Regions from separate parts of the Hordeum vulgare genome. Here region 2 is linked to region 1. The links are chromatin contacts, called in public Hi-C maps. All regions are on one chromosome and are shown on one strand. Each heading gives the region's core, a stretch centred on a gene start, on an enhancer-like site or on the middle of the called end of the contact. The rest is flanking DNA. Distances are from core to core; before and after follow the strand shown. Region 1 holds the start of LOC123430076 (glutaredoxin-C9-like). Region 2 has its middle 520 kb from the start of LOC123427236.

Region 1 (5,302 bases), core at 1,873-4,372:
TCAAACCTTAAGTGTGTAGACCCTACGGGTTCGGGAGACGTGCAGACATGACCGAGACATCTCTCCGGCCAATAACCAACAGTGGGGTGTGGATATCCGTGTTGGTTCCCACACGTTCCACGATGATATCATCGAATGAACCACGATGTCAAGGATTCAATCAATCCCGTATGCAATTCCCTTTGTCTATCGGTATGATACTTGCCCGAGATTCGATCATCGGTATCCCTATACCTTGTTCAATCTCGTTACCGGCAAGTCTCTTTACTCGTTCCGTAGCACATCATCCCGTGACTAACTCCTTAGTCACATTGAGCTCATTATGATGATGTTCTACCGAGTGGGCCCAGAGATACCTCTCCGTCACACGGAGTGACAAATCCCGGCCTCGATTCGTACCAACTCAACAAACACTTTCGGAGATACCCGTAGTGCATCTTTATAGTCACCCAGTTACTTGTGACGTTTGATACACCCAAAGCACTTCTACGGTATCCGGGAGTTGCACAATCTCACGGTTCAAGGAAATGATACTTGACATTAGAAAAACTTTAGCAGACGAACAACACGATCTGGTGCTATGCTTAGGATTGGGTCTTGTCCATCACATCATTCTCCTAATGAGGTGATCTCCTTATCAACGACATCCAATGTCCATGATCAGGAAACCATGATCATTTGTTGATCAACGAGTTGGCCAACTAGAGGCTTATTAGGGACACATTGTGATATATATATTTACACATGTATTACTGTTTCCGGTTAATAGAATTATAACATGAACAACAGACAATTATCATGGACAAGAAAATATAATAATAACTACTTTATTATTGCCTCTAGGGCATATTTCCAACAGCACCCACTTCACTTCACAAGAACAATCACAAGGACACATGCAATCATATACACCACCAAGGTGATACCACCACACCAAGATCAAACAAGGAAGACAAAAGAATTAAAGGCTATGCATGATGCATGATGCACATGAAATGACAACATCACCAAGTCTCTCATCCATTCACATTGCATCACAAGGTTGCCAAACATGAAAAGGAGAACAAAGGGGGATGGAAGGGCATTGGGGCTCTCACAAAAACACTGGCTTATTCGCTATATATATATATATATATATATATATATATATATATATATATATATATATATATATATATATATATATATATATATATATATATATATATATATATATATATATCAAAGCACACGTGCTTAAGGATTTGTATGTAGCAAATCCCAAATCCTCTCCGACGCAATCGATCCTCTCCGCGAGCAAATCCTTCAATCTACGGTCACACTTTCCCACGCGCACAACCAAAAAGGACCGATCCTATTTCGCGTGCTAGACATGGGCGGGGTTGCCAAGGGGTTCGCAATGGCTCGCCGCCACACAAGTGGGCCTACCATGACGACGAGTCCGGGAGCTCCGTCATCCGCCCGCCGATGAAGGAATGGTGTTGCGTGCAAGCGCAGGGGCGCGGCTCCGTCTCCCGCAGCGGCGATCAGTTGGTGTGGCGGTAATTCGACTGTCCCGACAAGATGCTCTAGCCGGTGATCAAGCGCCTTCGGGAGGGAGAGCACGAATTTTTCAAGGTGAAGGAGGCGGTCGCCGCCGGAGAAGAAGGGGTCAACGCGCGGTTAGAGACGGCCAAGGAAGAGTACGACTTTGCGTTCGTCCTCCCCAACTCCATGATGGAGTATCATCTCCATGTCAAGAAGGATGACTAGTTAGATTTTACTCCCTTCGTTTCATAATGTAAAATGTTTTTTCATACTACACTAATAAAAAAAAGTGTCTTGCGTTGTGTAAGGGAGGTAGTAGGTTTTAGATTTAGTATGTTTCGAGTTAGGTATGAAGTATATTTAAATTTGGGCGAAGTAGGATGACATAAACGCATATTTAAATTATGTAATACGCTTTACAAGATCTGCTGTGTCATGCAGCCGGCGTTACGGCAAAATTAATTTACAGTATCCCGTAAACGAATTTTAAGGTACCGCGGTTTTACCTGCTAAAGATGCTCTATTCGTTTTTTCTTAGGGAGTGCGGATTATTTGTGTTGGCTGTGTGGTGTGAGCCGTTGGTGACGAAGACGCAGCAATGATAGACGGTTATGCATGCCGGCCGGGCCTGCTGGGGGAATCGATCACGTGAAGGCAACGCGAGACGTGAATTTGTGACGACGGACGTGACGGCGTTTGGTGGTGCTGGGGCCCAGGAGTCAAACGGCGGCTGAGGGGGACGTCGTGCTGTCGGCTTGTCGGCTGCCGTGACGATCGACGCGGTCTTGTCGCCCTGTCATGTTCCGTTCCCTCCGTCTACTCGGCGTTCAATTCTATGCCTACAGGCTACAGGTACATGTAACTCTGGACATGATCAGTTCTTTTCCGGCCAACTGCACCCTCATGTCAAACACCCATAAGATAGATCACGGGGCAACCTGCCACCCTAAAATAGATCATGGGTAGCTTCTCCGGCGAGTGGCCGCTGCTTCTTCCTTCCCTCCGGCGGTCTGTTTCCTTGCTACGAAAATTGATTGACCCAAATTCTATTTGCAAGTGACTTAGATTTAGCTATTGTGTTTTTTCCCCGGGAAAAAGAAGAAGAAGACCAAGCTATTGTGTTTGTATATACGTACTTCAAATAATCAAATAATAAAGAGCAATTGATTTCGCTGATGTGGCACAAGATGAGTAAGCGGCCGTGCATGCTACATGCATGGATCGCCTAGCCATGCATCCATCTTTCGGCCATCCCTTTGCTTTTTTTCCTTCTCCTCGTCTAGGATGAAAAGCTACCGCCTACATACAGTGACCTCGCTTCGCTTTACTCTCTCATCTCTTGTAACCGATGTGGAATGGGGTGGAGTACTCGTGGTCAGAGTGTGCCGGGTTCGTTGCGGAGCTCGCGACCGTCTCTGCAAAAAGCGATCCATGTCTCTTTGACCCCCCACACCCTCAACCCAACCCTTCCCTTCCCTTCCCTTCTCCAACGCAGCAACGATCAGGACACACTTCGCGATTCGAGATACACACCCCCCCTTCCCATCGATCGACCCTGTCCGCTTCACCTCTCCTCCTATCCTATATAAACGCACCTCCACCTCTCCCTGTTTTCTTCACCCTCGTTCCCTTGCACTGCGCCAACAAAGAATTAACAACTATATACACACTCTCACTAGCGTAGCTAAGAGCTAAGGGAGGGAGAAGGAGAGGTCGGAGGCGTCAAAATGTTGAGGATGCAGCAGCAGCAGCAGGTTGATGGCGTGGTGGGCGGCGGCATCGTGGCGGAGGCAGAGGGCCACCAGGAGGCGGCGGTGTACGAGCGGGTGGCTCGCATGGCCAGCGGCAACGCGGTGGTCGTCTTCAGCGCCAGCGGCTGCTGCATGTGCCACGTCGTCAAGCGCCTCCTGCTTGGCCTCGGGGTTGGCCCCACCGTCTACGAGTTGGACCAGATGGGCGCCGCCGGACGGGAGATCCAGACGGCGCTGGCGCAGCTGCTGCCTTCGGGACCCGGCGCCGCCGGCCACCACCAGCAGCCGCCGGTGCCCGTGGTGTTCGTCGGCGGGAGGCTCCTGGGCGGCGTGGAGAAGGTGATGGCGTGCCACATCAACGGCACGCTCGTCCCGCTCCTCAAGGACGCCGGCGCGCTCTGGCTCTGACCGGCCACCTGCATTGCTGTCTCGCCGGCCGGAACTCATGGTGGCGATCAACGACGGCGTTTAATTTGCGTGTTGGTCGTTTTTCTTCTTTTTCTTTTCTTTTCTTTTCTTGTGCCAAGCCTGTGGCTGTGGGAAGGATGGACGCGTGCGATCGATGCATGGTGTGTTGAGCTTGACTAGCTAGTGAGATGTAGATATAATTAACAAGGAAAGCTTAATTAGCCGTGTCATTTGCGTGTGTTTATGTTCCTTAGGTGATTGTTATCTACGTAGGAGTAGTTGGTTACAGAGTGGAGAGGGATACTAGCAAGCTATCTATCAGACCAACAATGTAATGTAATGTAATGCAATGCAATGCAATGACGCCTAGCAAGCTAGCATGCACATCAGCACATGGTGTTATTATCCTGAGATAAATCAAGCGCCCTTTTATCTGTCCACCGTAAAACGTTACTACAATATCATATTGTAGTATTATGGTTTATTAAGCATGCTACTCCATCATATATACTCATGCTATCATTTCGGTCCATGTTACGCTTTGATGCGTACATGCATCTCATGCATGGTGTAGTAGTTACATTTTGATAATTGTTGGTGGAATATTGAATTTTTGAATTGATGGAAAGTGGGAAGACGCCGCAAGATGCGTCCATACAAGGTGATGCACGCGACTGTCCGTAGTACCGGTACGTACGCACGCAGTCGCAGATGGCAGACACATGCAGCAGAGCAAAGCCCCATGAAACGTTACTTTGCTTTTTTGTTTTTTTTTGCTGTTGCTGTTGGAGGGTTTGGTTCAAAGGCGTGAGGTAGCATGCATGAAGTGGTTGCCGTGAGATGCTTTAACCTCACTGTACCGGCTAGTTTTTTGCAGGCTTTCGTTGGTCATGGCCGGTAAGAATCGCTGAGGTTAGCCAAGACTAGATGCCGCTGGCAAGCAAGCAAGCACGGGTCGTGTGACGAGCCACAATGAACTCACCTGCATTACCAATACAAGACAAGCCATATTTCAGGCACGGTTAATTGCTAAACTTGATGTGCACTTTACTTGTGAATATGTACAGTCGTCGTGAATATGCCTTTGAACCAAGTATGTAAATTTTAAGAGAAAAGTAACGACATGGAGAAGAACAACTATACAAAATTAGTACTGTGGTCGTGATATGATACATACAAGTATATATGTAAATGTGTGCCGGTCAAAGCAAAGTGATAAGGTTTCCGGCGAGAAAAGAAACGGAAAAAGAAAGGGGGATGTAGTATTGTAACGCTAGGTTTGAAATGTCGGAGGTCATGGTGGAGTGGTGGACGGCAGAGGCAAGGCAAAAGAAAAAGTTGCCTGGGTGCAGTGGATGTACGTAAGTACGTGGGCATGGCGTGATGAGAACGAGTTTCCGTGAATAGGGCCGGCACGTCGCTGGGTTGTCGAAAGAGACGGAGAAGGAGCACCCCGTATAGACACTTAGACAGTATAGCAGTCCCGTCGGTCGTCACCCATGCATACGCATAACTGGCGATCCATATGCAAAGCAAAGTCCATCGCCCTTTGCCCGGTACCAGCATGCAGCATGCAGCATGCAGCATGCCGATGCCCTTTCGTCACTCGCTGCTGC
Region 2 (5,302 bases), core at 2,024-4,523, 970 kb before region 1:
GAGACAGGGAATATGGGAGGACTATACGTCCGGGGCTCCAGACAATTTGATGAGCGGGTTGTTAGACATCGGGAAGACAAAGGAACGCGGTCGGCCGTATACTCGTGTAGTGTATCCGCACATGTGAATGGAGCTCCGCGCGGCCGGACATGCACATAGTTATATTTATTTTAGTTAAAATATGCCCAAAATGTAATGAGTCTAGTTCGATTTATATAAAATCTGTTGTGTTTGCATGAAATTTATCCGGTTTGTTTCGAAGTGTTTGGAATATATGCAGGTAGGCGGGCTTTCGCATCAGTGTTCAAGAACTGTTTCTCCTATCTGCGGACTGATACCGAAAAAAATTTACGGATCCCCGTCGAAGATGGCCTAAGTTAAAGATATACCACCCTGCAAAAAAAAGTTGAAGATATACCAGAAGGCATCAACTGCATACAAGTTTTAGACTCGTACTGATCAAGTCATTAAGATATGAATGAAACAAACAGCATGGCTTGGAATTCAACAGTGGTCCCATGCAATGTTTCTAGAGAGGAAGAAACAGATCGCAACAAACAAAGAGTGACCTGTTCCTTGGTGTGCTTCGCCCGTTGTCTCCTCTTAGATGGAAGCACGTGATGAACACAAGAACAAGAACAAGAACAAACATTATATGTCTCTGTCAGTTGATTGAATAAAGTAAGCAATTAAGCATGTACTCTCTCCGTTCTTAAATATAAGACCTTTTAGAGATTGCATTATGCACTACATACGGATGTACATAGACTTATTTTAAAATATAGATTCACTCATTTTGCTCCGTATGCAGTCTTCTAGTAAAATCTCTAAAAAGTCTTATATTTTGAAACGGAAGGGGTATATATATATGCATGCATGCATGAAGCCAAGAATGCACGTAGCCTTCACCCAATCACCCGTATCTTCTTGTGTGGTCGATGGGCATGGGCAACCGATCGATGCAACGAACCCAACACAACGAACCTAAGCTAGCTGGCACTAGTTGATTTCGCAGCAATAATTGTACTAAGAAATTATTAGCTAGGAGGATTCGTTGTAAGCGAAGGACTAGTGGATGTAGGGTTGGAGCAGAAGCAGAGCATTCTACAGCCACAGATCATGCAGACAGGGTAAGGGGTATGGAGGAGGGCAGGCTCTCAGTCTTCACATCACATGCTGGGTTGTTCTAGATACATTCAATGATTCATTAATTTGTAGTAGTATGAATCAGCGGAGAAAAAAGAAGATTGTCAATTGCTTGCGACTATTTGCTTATACTGCTTGTTCGAAACATATATAAGAAGATGTATACAACTGGATTTATGTATTTTCTTCGTTCTAAAATAAGTGACTCGAAGTTGACTTAACTTTGTATTAAAGTTAGTGTAGAGTTGAGTCATTTTTAAATCACTTATTTTAGGACGAAGAAAGTATCAGCGTTGGATAACCACAAACTCGTGCGTGCATGTTGGGTGGATTATTTGTGCAAATGCAACTCTCCAACGTCTAGCGTGTGGCCAAATGATGACACAAGCCAATTTGTTCCCACCATCTAGAAGAAGAAGAAGAAAAAACAGCGCCAAAGATGGGATCAAAACTGATGTAAGAGTTTATTCCCTTGAACTTGTAGTTTTCTTAAAGCAAGAAGCCTCATTGTGTGAACAATTGAAAAGACTATCATGCAAAGATGTAACTATAATGTGCGTCTTGCTCCTCAAACTGGGGGTTGACAGCCGCTCATCCACCGAGATTTTGTTCGACTTGCGAGAAAGACCAGTCACTCGCACCAACGTTTCCCTAGGTAGGTGTCCGGCTTTTGGTTGGTGTAAAAGCCAAGGCATGAAGTTGTTGATCGTGGAATGGAATCCACATCTTCAATCACCAACAAACACTCCGACATAAGTGGTCATACATATGTCTATCTTTTATCCATGATCTCCTGCGTATGCCATGATGTGAATAAAGCACCTACTACACGAAAGTTTTCTTTGTCTTATTAGTGTAGCTATAATTTTTATAAGTACGTTATGCTTTTATAAAACTTTTGTATATTAACTATTTCGGTGAGCGCGTACTTGGCATATGGCCGTACTCCCACTTCACGTGTCACCTAGTAGCATATCCTGCAGTTTATACCTTGCTTTGGTTAGTTACTATGTGAAGTTGGCAGAAAAATGAATATCACACCAGTGCCAGAGCTATGCTACTAGTAGTACACCAACGGAGACTGATTAACTGGATTCATCGCCAGAAAAAAGAAAGGACTGATTAGTTGGATTCATCGTAGAAAAAGACTGATTAATCTGGTTATAACGACATGAAATACACCAACAAACTAAGTAATTAACCGCCGTGGTTTGAAAGCCACGTGTCAGCAAGCAAGGCATCATCAAGTCAGGCCACCGTCCAGGTGAGGTGTTTACAGTACATGATAAAGAAAAACTAGTCCTAGTGTAGTTTTCAGAGAATCAAGGACCGGTGAATCATCATGAGTTAAAATGCTAGTAATGGTCAATGAGGCAGGCTGCCTTATCCTAGTACTCCTAGATTGGAGTACTTTTCCTCCCGTAAGCAAAACGGTTTGTTTAACAGCTGCGATTAGTTTAGATAGCAGTTGAGCAATCATGCATATAAACTAGGGTATATAGTGAGAAGGATTCCAACTTCATTTTAAAGTGCATTATTACAGTCAGTACCGACCTTCCCCGGTGCAACCTGCAAGCAGGCTTTGACACTTGGAGGCGTGGCGGCCATAAAATAACATGGAATAATTGAATGGTTTTACTATTATAATACTCCAGTGTACTGTATAACATATGCAGCTGCGGTTGTGGAAATGGCGTGCATCTACTCTTGATGCTCAAGCGCAGCGCAAAGACGATTGGGCCGGCCGACAACAGGGGATGTCGATCTGATCTTTGCACATATACGTGACAATCTGTCCAAGACGTGGGCTACCTATCCACCTACACTACACGTCTACACCTGATGCGATCATCCTCTTCATCTTCTTCCCCACGATGGCGCAATACAACGACGGGGATATCTGACTTGTCCGACCCTTGCAGCCATCTAAAGCCATTGTAGTTGTAGCAGCAGCAACAATATCCACAAGGTCTTTTGACAGCAAAACCTCATCCACAGTTGATTCAGCTAGTCAAATTAGTCGACGGAGACACCTAGCGAGTACGTTACGTGGACTGATGTGCCACGTAGACACGCTTAGCCTTCAATCATATTGGAGCGTGCATGCATGTACTCTCGCTGCATCAATTAGGACGCTGCCGCACAGAAGGCGTCTTGATCGGCCAGCCATGCACACTGTAGCGCCATGAGTGGTGGAGGGATCCAACACGTAGCGGGCGGTTCAACGTACGGTGTATACTATCACTACGGCGATCTTTTTTAAAGAAACAATATAACTTCTTTAAATGCGGAAATGTTTTAGAAACATGTTTGGAAACGTCAAATTTTTTAGATTTTTTGTCCATTCTCTGAATTTCTTTAATAAAATTTGAACACGGGAATTTTTTCACAAAAGATGTAAACGTGAACATGTTTCCACAAAATGCAGTAATGTTTTTGATATTTCTGGGTTCTTTTAAAAAAGGGAATAATTTTGGGGAAAAAAGCAAGAATGAAACAAAACAGAAGAAAAACGGGATTAGAATGTACTGAAAGGTTCCTAAAACCTGTAAAAAACAAAAAGAACATTCTGGAAGGATCACAAAAAAGTTTGTATTCTTGTTTAAACTGGTACGCCCAACCTGAACACTAGAATTTCGTTTCTATGCGAAACGTCATCAAGTTGTCCCTTAGAGCATCTCTAACATGCGCCCAACCACTTCCCACGTAAAAATTATTTTACAACGTTGAAATAAAAAAATTAACGCGTTGGAGTGTGCTGTCTCCAGCAGTGACGGCAAAATATTGCGCGCGCGAGGAGCCGGCGCTTGAAACTTGTTCATTTTGAGAAGACAATATAAATATTTCAAACATAAAAAAAGACACAGCATAGTTTAATTCCACGACACATGAACAATCATGCCTCATCTTCGTCTTCCTCTTCCTCTGTTTCTTCATCCTCATCCGAAGACAGTTCTTCCTCCACTTCTTCCTCCTCCTTCTCTTCATTGACGCGCGCCACATCATCATGTGGAGCTCGGTAGGTGTTGTCAAGATCTTCAACGGAATCATACGAAGGTATGTGAGGATGCACATCGGAAGACATGTGTCCTTCCGGAGGTGCTCCAATGCCTTCCATGAGAGACGCAAAACTCATGTCTCCCATGCCCCCATGGTAGCTCCGAAGCCACCCATGCCTCTCATGCCGACTGTGACATCCTCAGCCTTTGCTACAGTTATCTCTATAATTCAGCTATAGTAATCTTATGCTAATGATGCAACGTCACCGTGATTACTGTTTTTTAAACTCTTGTTGGTTCAAACACCGTTCAAATTCAAATTTAAAATAAAGTCAAACTGATAAAGTTTTTGAATGTCAAAACAAAAATGTTCAAAGTGTGGCAATTATTCTGTGGATATTGTTATGTTGAAAACCACATTTTTATAAAGTGTTTTAGATGCACTATAATAATTAAAATAGCACCAAAACGATTAAATAAATGTCTTTTATATTTTATAAAATACTAGACTATTTTTATTTGGGGTTAAACCTTTTTGTGGCAGTGACATAAATATTAAAACTAAATTAGGAACTAGTTACATATTTTTTTAAACAAAATAAATAAAAGAAAATAGAAACCAGAAAAAGAAAATAAAAAAGGGGGAAATGCCCTCTCCCCCGGCTCAACTCGGCCAACCAGCCCAGTCGGCCACCCCAGCCCACCTTACCTCGGGGGTATTTAACCTCCCACCTAAACCCTAACCCACCCCGCAGCCACCACACTCCCTCCTCTCTCCCAGCCGCCACAACCCCCCACTCCCACCGAACCTCCACGAGGCCAGCCCCCTCGTTTCCCCCCACTCCCTCTCGAGCCCGCTCTCCCCGAGCACCCCACGAAACCCTACCAACAACGCCCCTCTTGCAGCTCTCCCTCTCCCCTCGATCCAGGAGGGATCGAGCCGGGGAGGCAGAGCCCCCCTTCGCCGGCCGCCACGCACCCGGCCACGCCCGCGCCTCCCTGCCATTCCGCGTCGGCGGTGCCCTCCCATCCTGTGCCCAGCGCCCAGGCCATCCCCACCGGCGTCGGCCCCGTCGGACTATCTACGTCGCCACACCGAGCCCGCCTCGAGCCCACTTTGCACGACTACAGGGCTCGGTGAGCCTCCCCGCGACCTT

What was found. Hi-C and Micro-C count contacts between places; a contact is called where the count stands out from the background.
Region 2: a contact with region 1 is called in a Hi-C map of leaf, with 2.7 times the contacts expected there. The contact joins the enhancer-like site here to the promoter of LOC123430076 in region 1. A contact is called at or near these places in 2 of 6 Hi-C or Micro-C datasets (leaf and seedling).

The regions. Positions count from the first base shown.
Region 1 is chr2H:353,853,285-353,858,586 of MorexV3_pseudomolecules_assembly, reverse strand. It overlaps LOC123430076 (glutaredoxin-C9-like), which reads left to right and starts at 3,122. Exons shown (of 1, transcript XM_045113989.1): 1 at 3,122-4,103. The coding sequence starts at 3,255. The coding sequence ends at 3,686.
Region 2 is chr2H:354,819,787-354,825,088 of MorexV3_pseudomolecules_assembly, reverse strand. No RefSeq gene overlaps it. Among protein-coding and RNA genes, the nearest start is that of LOC123427236, 520 kb to the left of the region's middle. Within about 2 kb of position 3,273, at least 3 of the 3 cell types and tissues checked have open chromatin away from gene starts, as enhancers often do. A contact at or near this core is called in leaf and seedling, where this site is marked.